3 separate regions of the Mus musculus genome follow, and regions 2 and 3 are each linked to region 1. A link is a contact called in public HiChIP or PLAC-seq and promoter capture Hi-C data. All regions are on one chromosome and are shown on one strand. Each heading gives the region's core, a stretch centred on a gene start, on an enhancer-like site or on the middle of the called end of the contact. The rest is flanking DNA. Distances are from core to core; before and after follow the strand shown. Region 1 holds the start of Myo1e (myosin IE). Region 2 overlaps Gm46120 (predicted gene, 46120). Region 3 overlaps Gm32511 (predicted gene, 32511).

Region 1 (4,637 bases), core at 155-2,654:
GCCCCTTTGTTCCATCAGCTGTCCCTCTACACACCACACCTGTCCCGAGCAGCCAACCAAGATCTACTACTCTCTGCAGCATTTCCTACCCACCACTGTAACACACGGAATTGTTCCTCCTGAACTTTGACCTCAACCTCTTTCACATAATTAGGTTTCCTGGGTCCTTCTCTGTTGCAGGGTGTATCAGCATTCGCTCCTTTTCCTGGTTTGGCCATAGTCCTCTGAAGGTATGCACCACATTAAAACAAAGAGCAAAACTCGTCCTAGCCAAGATGATTTGATTTTTTACTATCCGTTGCAACTCTAGGATCCTAGGTTCACGTGAATGGGGACGACCGAATCTCAAGATTTTCTGTGCTCTTTTCTTCCTGAACTCTTCTTCCTCAGATCCTGGGAGCGCAGCCCCGCAGAGGCCCTGCGAGTTTACTTCCTCAGTCTTCCCTTTCACCAGGAGTCAGACTCCCTAATACTGTTTTAGGAATCCCCGTTCCCCTCTCTCCTAGGCTACCTGGCTTCCTGAAACCGGACACCGCGAGGACCAAGGTCTCTGTCTCTCTCTTTTCTTCTTCTTCTTCTTCTTCTTCTTCTTCTTCTTCTTCTTCTTCTTCTTCTTCTTCTTCTTCTTCTTCTTCTTCTTCTTCTTCTTCTTCTCCTTCTCCTTCTCCTTCTCCTTCTCCTTCTCCTTCTCCTTCTCCTTCTCCTTCTCCTTCTCCTTCTCCTTCTCCTTCTCCTTCTCCTTCTCCTTCTCCTTCTCCTTCTCCTTCTCCTTCCTCCTCTCTCTCTCTCTCTCTCTCTCTCTCTCTCTCTCTCTCTCTCTCTCTCTCCCTCTCTCTCTCTCTCTCTCTCTCTCCCCCCCCTCCCTCCCTCCCTTCCTCTCCCTTCCCAAGGAAATTAATTCAGGTACAAAAGACGGGTGGAGGAAGTATTTTCGACTTCCCTCACAATCCAGAAAGAAAAAAAAAAGAGAGAAAGAGAGAAAGAGAGAGAGAAGAAAAGAAAAAGGATTTCCTTTGAGCTGCGACTTTGTGATCTTTTAAGCAGTTAAAAATATTTCTTTAAAAAAAAGAATCTAGGAAAATCATGCGACTTGTGAGTGGGAGCTAAGTCGATGCTAAGTTTCTCCGTAAAGAGAAGCGACAGGAGCGCGGTTTCCTAACCTCCCCAAGTGTTTTCATCCCTTCGGTTTGGGGGTGGCTCCCTGGGGACGGCTAGGACAGCGGCGCGCTCTGCGGGGTAGCGAGGCCGCAGGACTACAGGATCCAGAGGCCTTTGTAAACTCTTGTAGTTCACGCTTGTTGGCTACCTCGGCTTCCCTGAGGAGTGACGCTGCGAAAACAAATTCTGATTGGTCAGGCCTGTGCTGAATTCTCCATTTATGGACAGATTGCCCGGCCCGAGCCCAGCCTGAGCCAGAGAAGAGTTCGGATTAAGTGTTAAGAGAAAGCGGGTCCAGGCAAAGCAGTTGGACAAGCAATCCCGCAGAGCGCATCAGGGTGCATCTCTAGACAGTTGGGGATCGCCAGGTCTGAGTGTGCACCGGGTCTGCTAAGTTTTGCCTTCACCTAGCGTTTCGGATCCCGCCTGGATGGAGTCCCTCTTGGATTTCCATTGGCTCCTGTGAGTGCTTGGGTGTCGGGAGCTTGTTTTTTGGCGAAGGGAACCAACTTTTGAAGTTCGCCCAGGAGACCGCGTTCCAGCCTCAGTGCCTAGGCAGCGGGACCCGGCGGAGGCGCGACCGCGGCGGGAGTCACCATGGTGAGTTGGCTGCGCCGCGTCCCAGGACGCCTGACCCTGGGATGGGGCAGGAAGCCCCGGAGCGGGCACCTACCTTGGGCAAGCTGCCCAGGCCAGGGGGTGGAGAAGGTGGACGCGGGAGTGTGCACTTCTGGAGCGCTGATTTCCTGCTGTTTGCTGTAAACCGGGTCTTAAACGGGAAGAGGGAGAGAGGAGGGACAAGAAAAACTCTCTGGAGTGACTTTCTGCGCCGCGAAAGTTTTGGTGCCAATGTTGTTGTGGCTGCCAGCTGTCTGAAGCTTGAGAGTGGGCACGTCTGTTTTCACCGGCACAGCCGTGGGACCGGAGACTTTTTTCTCCTCTAGAGAAGGTGAGGGGCACGCCTGTGTCCCTCGGGTCCTCTCCCCTGGGCAGGCACTGGCGTGAGCTCCCTGGCAGGCTGATCCCGCAGTTGTTCTCCTGGCATTGGGGAGGACCTAGGCAGCCCCGCCTGCGCTGGTGATGGGCCGAGCGCTGCACAAAGGCAGGCAGGGGCGCCAGGTACTGCGGAGCACCTGGCGGTGGCCCGGGCTGCAGGGACTCTGACGACAGCGCGCAGCGGCAGCCAAACTGGCCGGGAGCCCAGGCCTGTAGGGTCCCTGTGTAGGGTAAACACCTCCTGAGGAGGGCCCCACCCGGTCCCCAGCTCGAGAGGACCGCCACCCTCTCGGAGATCGTTCCTGGTTTTGTTCTTTCCCACTTGGTACTTGGGGGAGTGTCTGGGTTGGACAGCCTCTCTGTAACTCATTTGAGACTAAGTCCCCAGCCCAGCCACCCTCCTCTCTCAATCCCAAATAACCTTAGCCACATCCCCTGGGCTTTGCCGTGGTGTGGCTTTCCTACTGAAGGACAAAAACAAAGATTGAATTTTAGAGACATTGCCAGCCACCCGGACCGAAAGGGGGGGGACTTTAAAAACTTAAAAAAAAAACTTTTAAAAGGTTTTAGAAGGCTTCAAAGTTTCCACACTTGCTTCGTGGTGGAGGAGCTTGTCCTCCTGGCTTTCTCATTGTTTACTGGCGGTGAGGGTGAAGCTTACTAAAAAAGATGCCTAGCATAGCGCTGGCTTGAGAAATCTGTATCCCAGATCCCCAGCGCCAAGCATCCGCAGCGCACGCCCGGGTAGAACCCACATTCAGTTCACAAACAGTCCTTGCCCCCCCGCGCTGTTTATTCAAAAGAATGATTTTAAAAACAAACGAAACCTTTAAAGGGCATCCTGGCCCCAAGCTTTTACTTTCCACATAGTTCAAAATTATGTCACCTTTGCCCCTGAGAGAGAATACTTCATTTATAAATAAGCTTCCCCCGCCAGTTTCGAGGTTTCAGAAGTCAGTCCACCCTCATGGTGTGCCTCATGGGTGGAGTTTCTCCAGCCTCTGACCGCTTGAACTTGAACAGTGATAGTCCTGGTGCCTAAGAATTGCTGTAATTACTTTCCGTGGTTCAATATTTCTAAAAAAAACCCAAAATCAATGTGTTTATGGCCAAGGACTTAAAGAATTTTACTGTATGTAATTGCTTAAGTGCTACCTTGAGAAAAATCCTTTGTTAAACTCACTTTTTTTTGGCTGCGTAGACCCTAAATTAGCCTGTGATGCCCTTTCCAGAGACGTGGGAAAACACGCTCAATTTGGCTCCTTGCAGTTGGGGTAGTTTATTTGGTCCATCAGATGTGGAGGTGTGTCTTAGAGTCCCTTTCTTGGTTGATTTATCAGGGTAGACAGGGTGTAGTCACCTCCTCCTGGGTTCCCTGCCAACAGCACAGATGGGCATGTTGTGGGCCACTAGGAGGCTATCTGTGCATCAGATATGGTTGCCCGGGCCACAATTTACTGCCCGGAAAAGTTGAAACAGCTGGCTATCCTTAAATAGATGTGCCATGGACAGAAAGAACTCTAGTATCTAGAGTCATTTGGACAAAGTTAAAGGAAATGTGTTTCTTCCATGACTTGGAAGTTTGAGTGGGCTTATCAGCTGTGTGAAGTCACCTTAGAACAGGTACCCACAACTCAGATAGTCCTGTGAGAATGCTCAATGTTTCTGTAAGAAGTCTCTCGCTGAATGGAACTTCTGTGTTATGCATCTGTCTGGGCCTGCCCAGTTGAATCCTTCAGCTGTTTAAGGACAGGAAGGGATGGGCCATTACCCTCGGTGGGTGTGGCCAAGAATTAGCACAGAGCACAGGCCCTTGGCCAGGCTGGAGGAAGAACACCTGCACTGTGAACTCTCTGTGTGCTTGTGCGATGGTTGCTCTTGATTGGCAAGCTAATAGGATTTAGAATCATCACAGAACAAAACCTTTGGGCATAGCTGAGAGTTTCTAGCTTAGATTTGTAGAGGCTGCAAGACCCACAGGGTGGCACCGTTCCTGGGGCTGGGCTTGACTACAAAGGAAACTGGGAGCTGAGTTCCAGCAGTTGTCTCTCCCTGCTTCCTGCTTGCTGGAACAGCGGCGTGATGGCTGCCTCTGGTGTTGGCTGCCTCTGGTATTGGCCGCCATGCCTCTTCCCCCTTGATCAGATTGTATCCCCTTCATCCTCTCAGACAAGCCCTTCCACCAGTTCCTTTTGTCAGGGATGTTTGTCACAATAGAAAAAGTAACTAATTGTGTGTGTGTGTGTGTGTGTGTGTGTGACACACACACACACAGAGAGGGGGGGAGAGGGAGAGAGAGAGGGAGAGAGAAGAGAGAGAGAGAGAGAGAGAGAGAGAGAGAGAGAGAGATTGGGGAGGAGCGTTTCAGGAAGGTCTGGGAGCATATTATTAGACTCTTCATCTATACCAACTGACTTACTCAGCTGTGACTCACGATGAAAATTGCCACTTCATATTTATGAACACAATTGTATCGTTCACTT
Region 2 (4,286 bases), core at 1,139-3,638, 870 kb after region 1:
CTGGTTCCCATTCTGTCAGAAGACTACTGTGCGCTGACCACATTCTCAGAGGCTACAGGGGGAGCTTTCTTCCTTGCTAGGAACTGAGCTCTGACTTCTATCTCACCGTCAGGTGCACTGTGGCAGCTGCTCTGAGCCTTCATCCCACTCACATCCCATTCTCTCCAGTCTGCCTTGACCTCAGGCACCTGTGCATCACCTGCAGGGATTCCCAGTTCCTACAGAGACATGAGACTGGGTGGAGCCATAACCCACACATGACTGCTGACTCCTGGGCCAGAGACACCATGGGTATAGAGGTGTCCATTTGTACTTGCTTGAACACTGTTGTGAGGAGATCTAGTTTCCTATGAGCCGGATGGAACAGCCAAGAAGCACAAGGGATAGTGGAGAGTATAATCCCACAGCATTACCTGGACAAATGGAAACAAAGGGTCAGGAGCTAAAGGCTTTCATTCCCTCCCACAATTGCTCTCCATAGATCCATGACCACTCCATGAGCATGCTCACCTGTCTCTCCCCTCCTTCTCTGCCCTTCTCTCCCCTTGTTCCTATTTACAGAGATTACATTCTTCAGGTAAGGGTTGGCCAGTAAGTGTTTGCCTTTGAGCCCACCGGCTCACTTCTGTGCTCTCCTGGGCCTGAGGACAAAACCTCACTTCTCTTTCTCCACAGAGAACCACTCTGGTCTCCAGCTAGGCGCTGAAGCATCAAGGCTGTAGATTTTTACTCCTATACAGAGTTATGGCCAAATTTTCCTGTGCTCAGAAGGCCTGGCCTTTGAGCCATTCTATCCAGGTGGCCTTTTGCTTTATTGCCTGCCAACTGAGGAAGGTCTGAGCCACAGAGAGTCTGTCAGTAGCACAAAATTGCCTTGACTTCCTAAGACTCCTATTCTTAAAGAGACTTACAAGCCAGTCATGTAACATATATCTCCTCACACTGTACAATTAATTGTACATCAGAACCTGATCATTCTGTGTCACCAGTAAGTCCCAGCTGTCCTGAGTCCCTGCCTCCACTGCTGTGAACACAGTCATTGTTCTAGCCCAGGCTACTCTGCCACCTTCGCTTACTGTCTGTTCCCTCTCCTGGTTTCCGTGCTGCCCTTCCTCCTGCTCCAGTCTCCTAGAGGCACACAAGATAGCTCGGCCAGCCAGGTGTCTCACGTCACCATGGCCAGCATCTGCTGTACTCCTGGAGGGTTTGGAGGTGGCTCAAAACTGATCTTGGCTTTTGAGGACACCACACATCCTCCTGTTCTCTCCATCATAAGCAGGTGGCAGGTGTGCACTGCAGGATATGTGAGTAGCGTCACGCCTGACAACAGGGACTGGAGAAAGAATACTTGTGCTGAAGAAAAGCTTAATTATGACTGAGCCCGACTACATGAGAGAATACAGGAAATGGATATAATATATAATGAATGTAGCCTGCTCGGGAAAGCAATTCCAAAAATTATGTTAACATTCTCATCTTCCCCCAGGGGCTGCCCCTTTTCAAGTTATCTTATTTCCCTCTCTCTGAATTATGAGCCTGGATGGTTACTCTGCTTCTGATTCAAAGTCACAAACTATCTGTGCCTTCCTGCAGAGATGTGAGAGGTGAGCTACTTCTTCAGCTGGGCTGATAGATCCTTCCAGAAGCTTCAGCTGCTGCCCTTGCTCACAGGTCCGACCTCTTGTCACCTGGGTGAGGCTGACTCTTTCTAGTCTCCTTGTCACTGGGAAGCCTCACGTGGGGTGGAGGGGGCCCAGAGGTCAGTTTCAGCCTCTCAAGGTGTTGACGGGGTGAACCAGAGACTTCTCGGTGGTCCTGTCTGCTTGCTGGTGCGATGAGCCACGTGGTCCTCATTGCCTCTGTACCAGCCCATGCTTATGTCACCACTGTGTTCCCTGCGGCTTGCTAAGCAGCAAGGACACACACTGGGGGGGGGGGGGGGGGCTGGGAGTGCTTCAGTATGCAGAGTTTGTGAGGCTCGCCCAGATGGAGTGGCCCTTGCATTTCTTCTGCTAATGGAAAAGAAATGAAGGTCTTGAAGAAAGGGTTTGAAATAGTCATTTTTTAAAATTTTCTCTGCACAGGTGTGAAACAGGGTTGGGCATCCTGGGATAGATGGCTGCCTCCCAAAGCCTTCTTACCACCATCCTTCAAATTCTTTTCATTGCTCTTTATATTATATCATATTACATGTATTTTTTATTTTTTATTTTTATTTATTTTTTGCTTCAAGACAGGGTATCCTGCAGCCCCAGCTGACCTCAAACTGTACGCTACCAGAGATGACCTTGGTTTTCTGATCTTTATTCAGATGGACCACAGAGCTCTGTGCCGTGAGGCTAGCACTCTACCGACAGGAACACACCCTTAACCCTCACCACAGGAAGTGGATATAATGAATACAGACTTCTCGGGGAAGCAATTCAGAAAATTATGTTAACATTCTCATCTTCCCCCAGGGGCTGCCCTTTTAAAAGCTTTGCTGGTAGAGAAAATTATCTGGACAGGGGCCTAGCTTGAAACTGGGCTTTGGAACTTTTTTGTCCAACATAATTGAGAGATTTTTGAGGGTTTCACCCTTAAGCAGCCTACGGATTGAGTGATTTATTTATATATTTTTGCCAAAGATATTTGTGCTAAAAAGAAGCACTGAGAGACCAAAAGGGAAAGATTCTCCCATGCTCTAATGTGTAAAACCCGTGCAAAAACCTTTAAAATTGTTGTGCCTTAAGCTTGCTTGCATCATACTATTCCAGCAAATGCTCTAGCAAGGCAAGGAGCAAGAATCTATGATTACAAATTGTCCCAACAACTGGAGTGGGGGCTCACTCAGTTGCCTGCCTGTGGCTTCTGCTTCCCTACCTGGGCTGCTCTGTCTAGCCTCAGTAGGAAAGGATGCGCCTAGTCTTGCGACTAATCACTTGAGGTGCCAGGGTGTGTTGGTCCCCTGGGAGGGACCTCCCCCTTCTCAGAGGTGAAGGGGGTTTGGGGAAAGATCTGGGGGGAGGGAAACTGAAAGGAGATGTGGGGTTGCAACTGGGATGTAAAGTGAATAAATCAATTAATTAATGGGGGGAAAGCCCACAAATTTGGGTTCCCCACTGTTTGAAGCCATATCTGTCACAGACCACAGCACTCTGTCACCACCTGGTGGTAGCATAGGCTCCTTCCACCGAGTGTGCCCTGTGTGTGTGTGTGTGTGTGTGTGTGTGTGTGTGTGTGTGTGTGTGTGTGTGTACAGGTAGAGTTTGTGACTTTGAATCAGGAGCAGAACGACCATATGGATTCATATCATAACACACATGTTCATGAAGAGAAACTGAATCTTAGAAAACAAATTGTAAATATATAAATTTGTCTCATATGATACTATTGCCCTTACTTAGAATATATGATCCGTCTGGGGCAAAACTATTTTATATAATATTACATCCCATCTCATGGAAAGCTTCAAACTTACAAAGTGAGTCTCAAAAGTAATTGAATATCTTAAAAAGATATGAATGTTATAAGCAGACGTTATAAAGAACATGATTTGTAAAAATATCAATGTATAGAATGTATTATAATAATAATCAAGTAGAACATGTAGGAGATGTTTTAATCAGATGTGACCCATTATGCCCATTATAATGTTGAGTTCCAGTTAGTAGGCATAATGTTTAGTTACCTTGTGGGCTATTTTTGGAAGATTTATTTTTATTTATGTGTATTATATGTGCTTATATGTTTACATGTATACATTCTTGCAGCTGCACAAGGAGCCCAGAGGCAGGCATCAGCTGTCCTGGATCTGGAGTTATAGGTGGTTGTAAACCACCTGATGTAGGTGCTGGGAATTGAACTCAGGTCTTTTTCGAGAGCAGCAAGTGCTCTCAACCACTGAGCCAAAGGTCCAACTCCTCCCATGTTTTTGAGGCACAGATTCCCTATGTAGCCTAGCCTGGTCTCAAACTTACAATGATCTTCCTGTCTCTGCCTCCTGAGTACTGGGGATTCCATGCATGCATCACCAAGCTCTGCTTTCTCACATGTATTTTTTTCCTCATTATTTTCTTATTTCTTATGTATATGAAGCAATTGACAGTCCCAGAGTTGTTTTGAATGTCAGCATGTGTGGCATGTGTAGAAGACTCCAGTCTATTTGAGCAGTTTGATATCTTCCCAACCTACTTCTGGTGTGTGTGTGTGTGTGTGTGTAATTTTACTTTTCCAAGTCTTAACTTCCTGGGTTGGGTCTGTAAAAATCATTGATTCTATGTCACTGGGTTGGGGTGAACATCAGA
Region 3 (4,166 bases), core at 293-2,792, 970 kb after region 1:
GTGTGTACGTACACTAGGTTGGGAAACCAAGGGCCACCCTTGAATTTCGCTTGACCCTCTTTACCTGTCTAATTCTGGGGAAAGAATGCTTAAAGCTTCCAAGATGGTGGCTGTGCTTCTGGCTTCAGTGCAAACTTTTTCTGTCTATGTCAGTGCTGTGTTGCCTGTGACTCTGGTAAGCCAAGTGTATTTCCCCAATTCTCCCTCTCTCTATCTCTTGTTAGGGTAGGTCCCAAGAGAAATGCTTGCAATAGCTCCTGAGGACAGGCCTGAAGCACCACCTGTTTGTAGTTCATGTGTTGTCACTCATCTGGTAGCTCACCTTACTGGTATGAGGTCACATCCACACCTGCAGCCTCTCCACCTTGCCTGGATCTTCCTTCAGCTTTCTCAACTCCCACATGAGGTGTGAAGATATGGAACTCGACAATGAAGCTGCCTTCTACCTTCTGTAGGCCATCCATGTCATCAAGATCAGAAGCAATTGGGACTGATGAGTTTCAGTAGGTATCAGTCTGTTCTCATAAACCCCAGGTGACAATGGCAGGTCCCAGAGTGCATTCGATGTGCCCCACTTCCCATGCATCTCCTCTTCCCTGATCTTTCTATGAACTTGAACTTCAAGTTTCAGGTATGAAGCAATATATCTGTCAGAGGCAGCATAACTAGCTGCTAAAACGGTGTAAGACTAATTCCTGAAACGTATTCCTTCATATATAAGTATAGATATGTTAACACATATGTCCATGTGTGTAAATATATGCACACCAATATACCTGTATATCTGCATATATAGCTGTATACATGTATGTAACTTTGCTTCACTACACCCTAAGCTGTCTTTATATAAATTTTCATCATCATCACAACTCCCCAGTAAGCTATGCTTTTTGTCAAAGTAAATTTTCCCCTTCAAACATTAAATATTTTATGTCTTTTACTTTACATAATAATCATTACTCCCATTTTTGTGTTTGTTTGCTATATTCCTGATTGCCCCTCCATCTGCGGTATGTTGAATAAAAATCAGATCTACATTATATGTTTATGGCCAGCCTTGTGGAGTTGTTTACAAGTCCAAGGTCATTTTACAAGCATAGATGCATTTGAAATGGTCAAACTCTTGGTGAATCTTTGCAGTCAGTTTAAATAGAGGTAGGTGCATGAGTGCAGGTAAGCTGGCTAATCAGCACAGAGTAAACAAGATCCTCTTTTGCCATTATAATTTATAGCCTTAATGTGTAAATACAGTTCTTCACATACACACACAAACATTTTAATAAATTCCTACTCTTTCACAGTAATTCATGTCACTGCTACAAGTCAACAGATCTTGAAACTTGAGTGGCTTCCATTACAGGAAAGGTTCCGCCCTTCTTACTAAACAAAGCCCATCCTTTAAGTGTCAATATTTAGAGACATAATTTTTTAAATGGATTTATTTTTACGTTTTATGTACGCATGTGCACATCTGTGTGTGGGTGTGTGCATTTTCACGCAGGTGCCCATGGGAGGCAGCAGAGCATCAGATTCCCCTGTAGCTAGAGTTACTCGGGACTGGGAGGTGAACACCGGTGGGTTCTGGGAGAGAAACTCGAATCCTCTGGCAGGGCAGCGAGTGATCTAAAAAGCTGAGTCGTCTCTCTAGCCCCCTTGTTTGTAATTGACAAGAAGAAATACTAGTGAGAAGGCCTGAATGAGCTCTCACTCCCCTGCTCAGTCACCTAGTAGATCCTATTGCCTGAAGGACAAACCTTTTAAAACACTGTTATTTATACTTTTTCCTTTAGTAGAACTCAGCAGTTCCCGATTATGCATAAGGTAAAGACCAGAATCCCTATATCCATACTGACAATGTCCCACTGTGATAGCCCCTAAAAAGTTCATTCGCCGGGAATTTGGTGCCCAACAGCAGTGCTGAGAGCTGAGACTGGCATCTGGTTCATGGAAAATCTTCCCTGGTGAATGAATGACTCTACCTATGGACTAATGGGCTATGGGGAAAGTGCCACACTTGCTTTGTCTGATTATGCAAAATACAGCATCAGGTAGCAAGGAGCCTCTCACCAGTAATGAGAGCTAAACATACCCCTTTTCTTTATATATTACTCATTTTCAGATATTTTGTTATAACAGAAAAAAAGGGAGGGGGGCTAAGGCACCCAACAGGTCTAAGTCCTCTGTAACTTCACAGATATGCACTTCAATATTCTCAACATGAAATTTGATTTCGTCTGACAGGACTCACCGATTTCGCAATAGGCCTTGCTCACTTCTGCCTACAAGTTCCTGCCTGTGCTTTATCTTTCATCTAGAACCTTATCTTCCTGCTAGTCTTCCTGCCCAAACCCTAGTTACTTCACCTTTTCAGAAGTAAAGTCATTTCCTACCTTTTTAAAATATGATTTTATCTTTAGTTATGTCTCCTTGTGTGCTGGGATCTGCATGCATGTGAGTGCAGTGCCCACGGAGGGTAAAAGGGAGGGTGCCTTGGAGCTGGAGTTCCAGACGGTTGGGAGCTGCCTGAAATGGGTGCTGAGACCTGAATCTGGTAGCTTTTTGTCACCAGGCCATCTGTCTCTCCAGCCTTCCAAACCTATTTGTGAGTCCTAGCCTCACCAGTGCATTACCCACATTGAATTTTATTTAAGTTGTATTACTCATGTAGCCCTTAGGCCCAGCCCCTTATTACCCCACATGTGTGCAAATACATACAGGCAGTGTGTATAATGCACTCAGGTCAGAGTTTCTTCAAAAATAACAGTGATGTTTTATATATTTCTTGGTATGGCCTAAAGAGCTCAGGTGGACCTGTACTGTGTAAGTTTATGAACTTTACCACCATGACAGCATGAGATGTTTTCACAATAACTGGGACCCAAATCAAACTTAGCAATGGTTTTCAAAGCCAATTCTATTGCTAAGATATGGAATGCATGTGGCTTATAATGTGATGTTCCCATTCTCCAGGCGGCTGTCCCTCTCCAGGATCACCTTGACTGTAGGACAAGATGATGTAGCTTGTTTTACCCAAGAACTTCTTATGCAATCTCAGAACACAAGCTTTTAAACATTAGCATACCACTGACATCAAAACCTTTGTCCTTGAGAGAGAAACAAAGGTGTGTCTTTAAATGCCATATTTCTGATGGACAGATGCTGTGTAAAACACCTCTTCGCATCTTTCCACTTAATTCACAGAATCTGGAGACTCCAGCTCTGTCTATCTGGATTGTTTCTTCTTTCATCTTTTCTTTAAACATTTTATTGATTTAGTGTGCATGAGTGTGTGAGCATGCACCATGATGCTCACATGAAGGTCGGAGGACAGTGTTCAGTGTCAATTTGTTCCTTCCACTTGGGTCCTGGGGATTGAATTTGGGTCTCAGGCTTGAGGATTTTATCTGCTGGAGTTTTTAATCTGCTGACCCGAGATGGATTTATTTCTAAATAACTAATCAAATTCCCACTTAGCTGGTTTCCCAGCTGGATTGATGGAGAGAAAGGTCACTGGTTAATGATCATGTAAGCAGTAAAGAAGCTATTTAAAGTCAAGTCATTTTGACTGAGGCATCTGAGTGGAACACAGTCAGAGCTGCTGGGCATACAGACAGGGCATCCTCAGATCCAGGCCTTTCATGTCCTCCCCAGGCTTCAATCATTGATCTTTTGGGTCCAAAGATGATGAATATTTGCTCAGTGAAAATTTGTTTAAGGGAAAGTGTGTTGATTAAATGAAGCAAGGTTCTCCAGTGCATGTTTGTTCCATGGTATCAAAGCCTTTGACTGTTGACATTTGATGTGTTTTTAAAGGACAATAAGGGAAACATAATCGATTGGCTTCAAAATGGTAACCAAAATATCCTTGTATGAGTATTTTGGTCTGCAACTTTAAGTATGATTTCTATTTGATATATGGGAAACTGTAAACAATACCTTGAAAGTGGTTTGACTCACTATCTTCAAACGTATTGGCTGGACATATTGCCCATGTTGTTTAGATAGTGTGATTTATTGTTTTTGTTTTCTCCATTGATTTTGTTCGATTCAGCAAACATATGATATACATTATAAATGAGAGTTTAATTACATGGCCCTACCTTGCCTTAAATTAAAAAGTTCTCCTGTCTCAGCTTCCCCTATGCTAAGATTACAGATGTGTGCCA

The links. Promoter capture Hi-C pulls out the DNA fragments that hold promoters and counts their contacts. HiChIP or PLAC-seq counts read pairs in DNA pulled down with a chosen protein or histone mark.
Region 2: an H3K4me3 HiChIP or PLAC-seq map of pro-B cells shows a contact between it and region 1, with 5 times the contacts expected there. The contact joins the enhancer-like site here to the promoter of Myo1e in region 1. A contact is called at or near these places in 7 of 39 promoter capture datasets (the 3T3-L1 cell line, the C10 cell line, the HPC-7 cell line and 4 more) and 5 of 115 datasets of contacts at active chromatin or transcription factors (embryonic hindbrain, embryonic limb bud, large pre-B cells and 2 more).
Region 3: a contact with region 1 is called in a promoter capture Hi-C map of the HPC-7 cell line, with 13 times the contacts expected there. The contact joins the enhancer-like site here to the promoter of Myo1e in region 1. A contact is called at or near these places in 10 of 39 promoter capture datasets (3T3-L1-derived adipocytes, the C10 cell line, the HPC-7 cell line and 7 more), 4 of 115 datasets of contacts at active chromatin or transcription factors (differentiating embryonic stem cells, extraembryonic endoderm stem cells, large pre-B cells and 1 more) and 1 of 9 other capture datasets (adipose tissue).

The regions. Positions count from the first base shown.
Region 1 is chr9:70,205,946-70,210,582 of GRCm38.p6, forward strand. It overlaps Myo1e (myosin IE), which reads left to right and starts at 1,405. Exons shown (of 28, transcript NM_181072.3): 1 at 1,405-1,758. The coding sequence starts at 1,756. The region is part of intron 1 of Gm26849 (a long non-coding RNA gene); the gene reads right to left.
Region 2 is chr9:71,070,948-71,075,233 of GRCm38.p6, forward strand. All of the region lies in intron 1 of Gm46120 (predicted gene, 46120), which reads left to right. Among named protein-coding and RNA genes, the nearest start is that of Gm46120, 3.9 kb to the left of the region's middle. Within about 2 kb of position 2,389, at least 13 of the 459 cell types and tissues checked have an H3K27ac peak or open chromatin away from gene starts, as enhancers often do. A contact at or near this core is called in pro-B cells, where this site is marked.
Region 3 is chr9:71,172,224-71,176,389 of GRCm38.p6, forward strand. It overlaps Gm32511 (predicted gene, 32511), which reads left to right. Exons shown (of 6, transcript NR_110517.1): 2 at 225-503. Among named protein-coding and RNA genes, the nearest start is that of Gm32511, 5.5 kb to the left of the region's middle. Within about 2 kb of position 1,543, at least 25 of the 459 cell types and tissues checked have an H3K27ac peak or open chromatin away from gene starts, as enhancers often do. A contact at or near this core is called in the HPC-7 cell line, where this site is marked.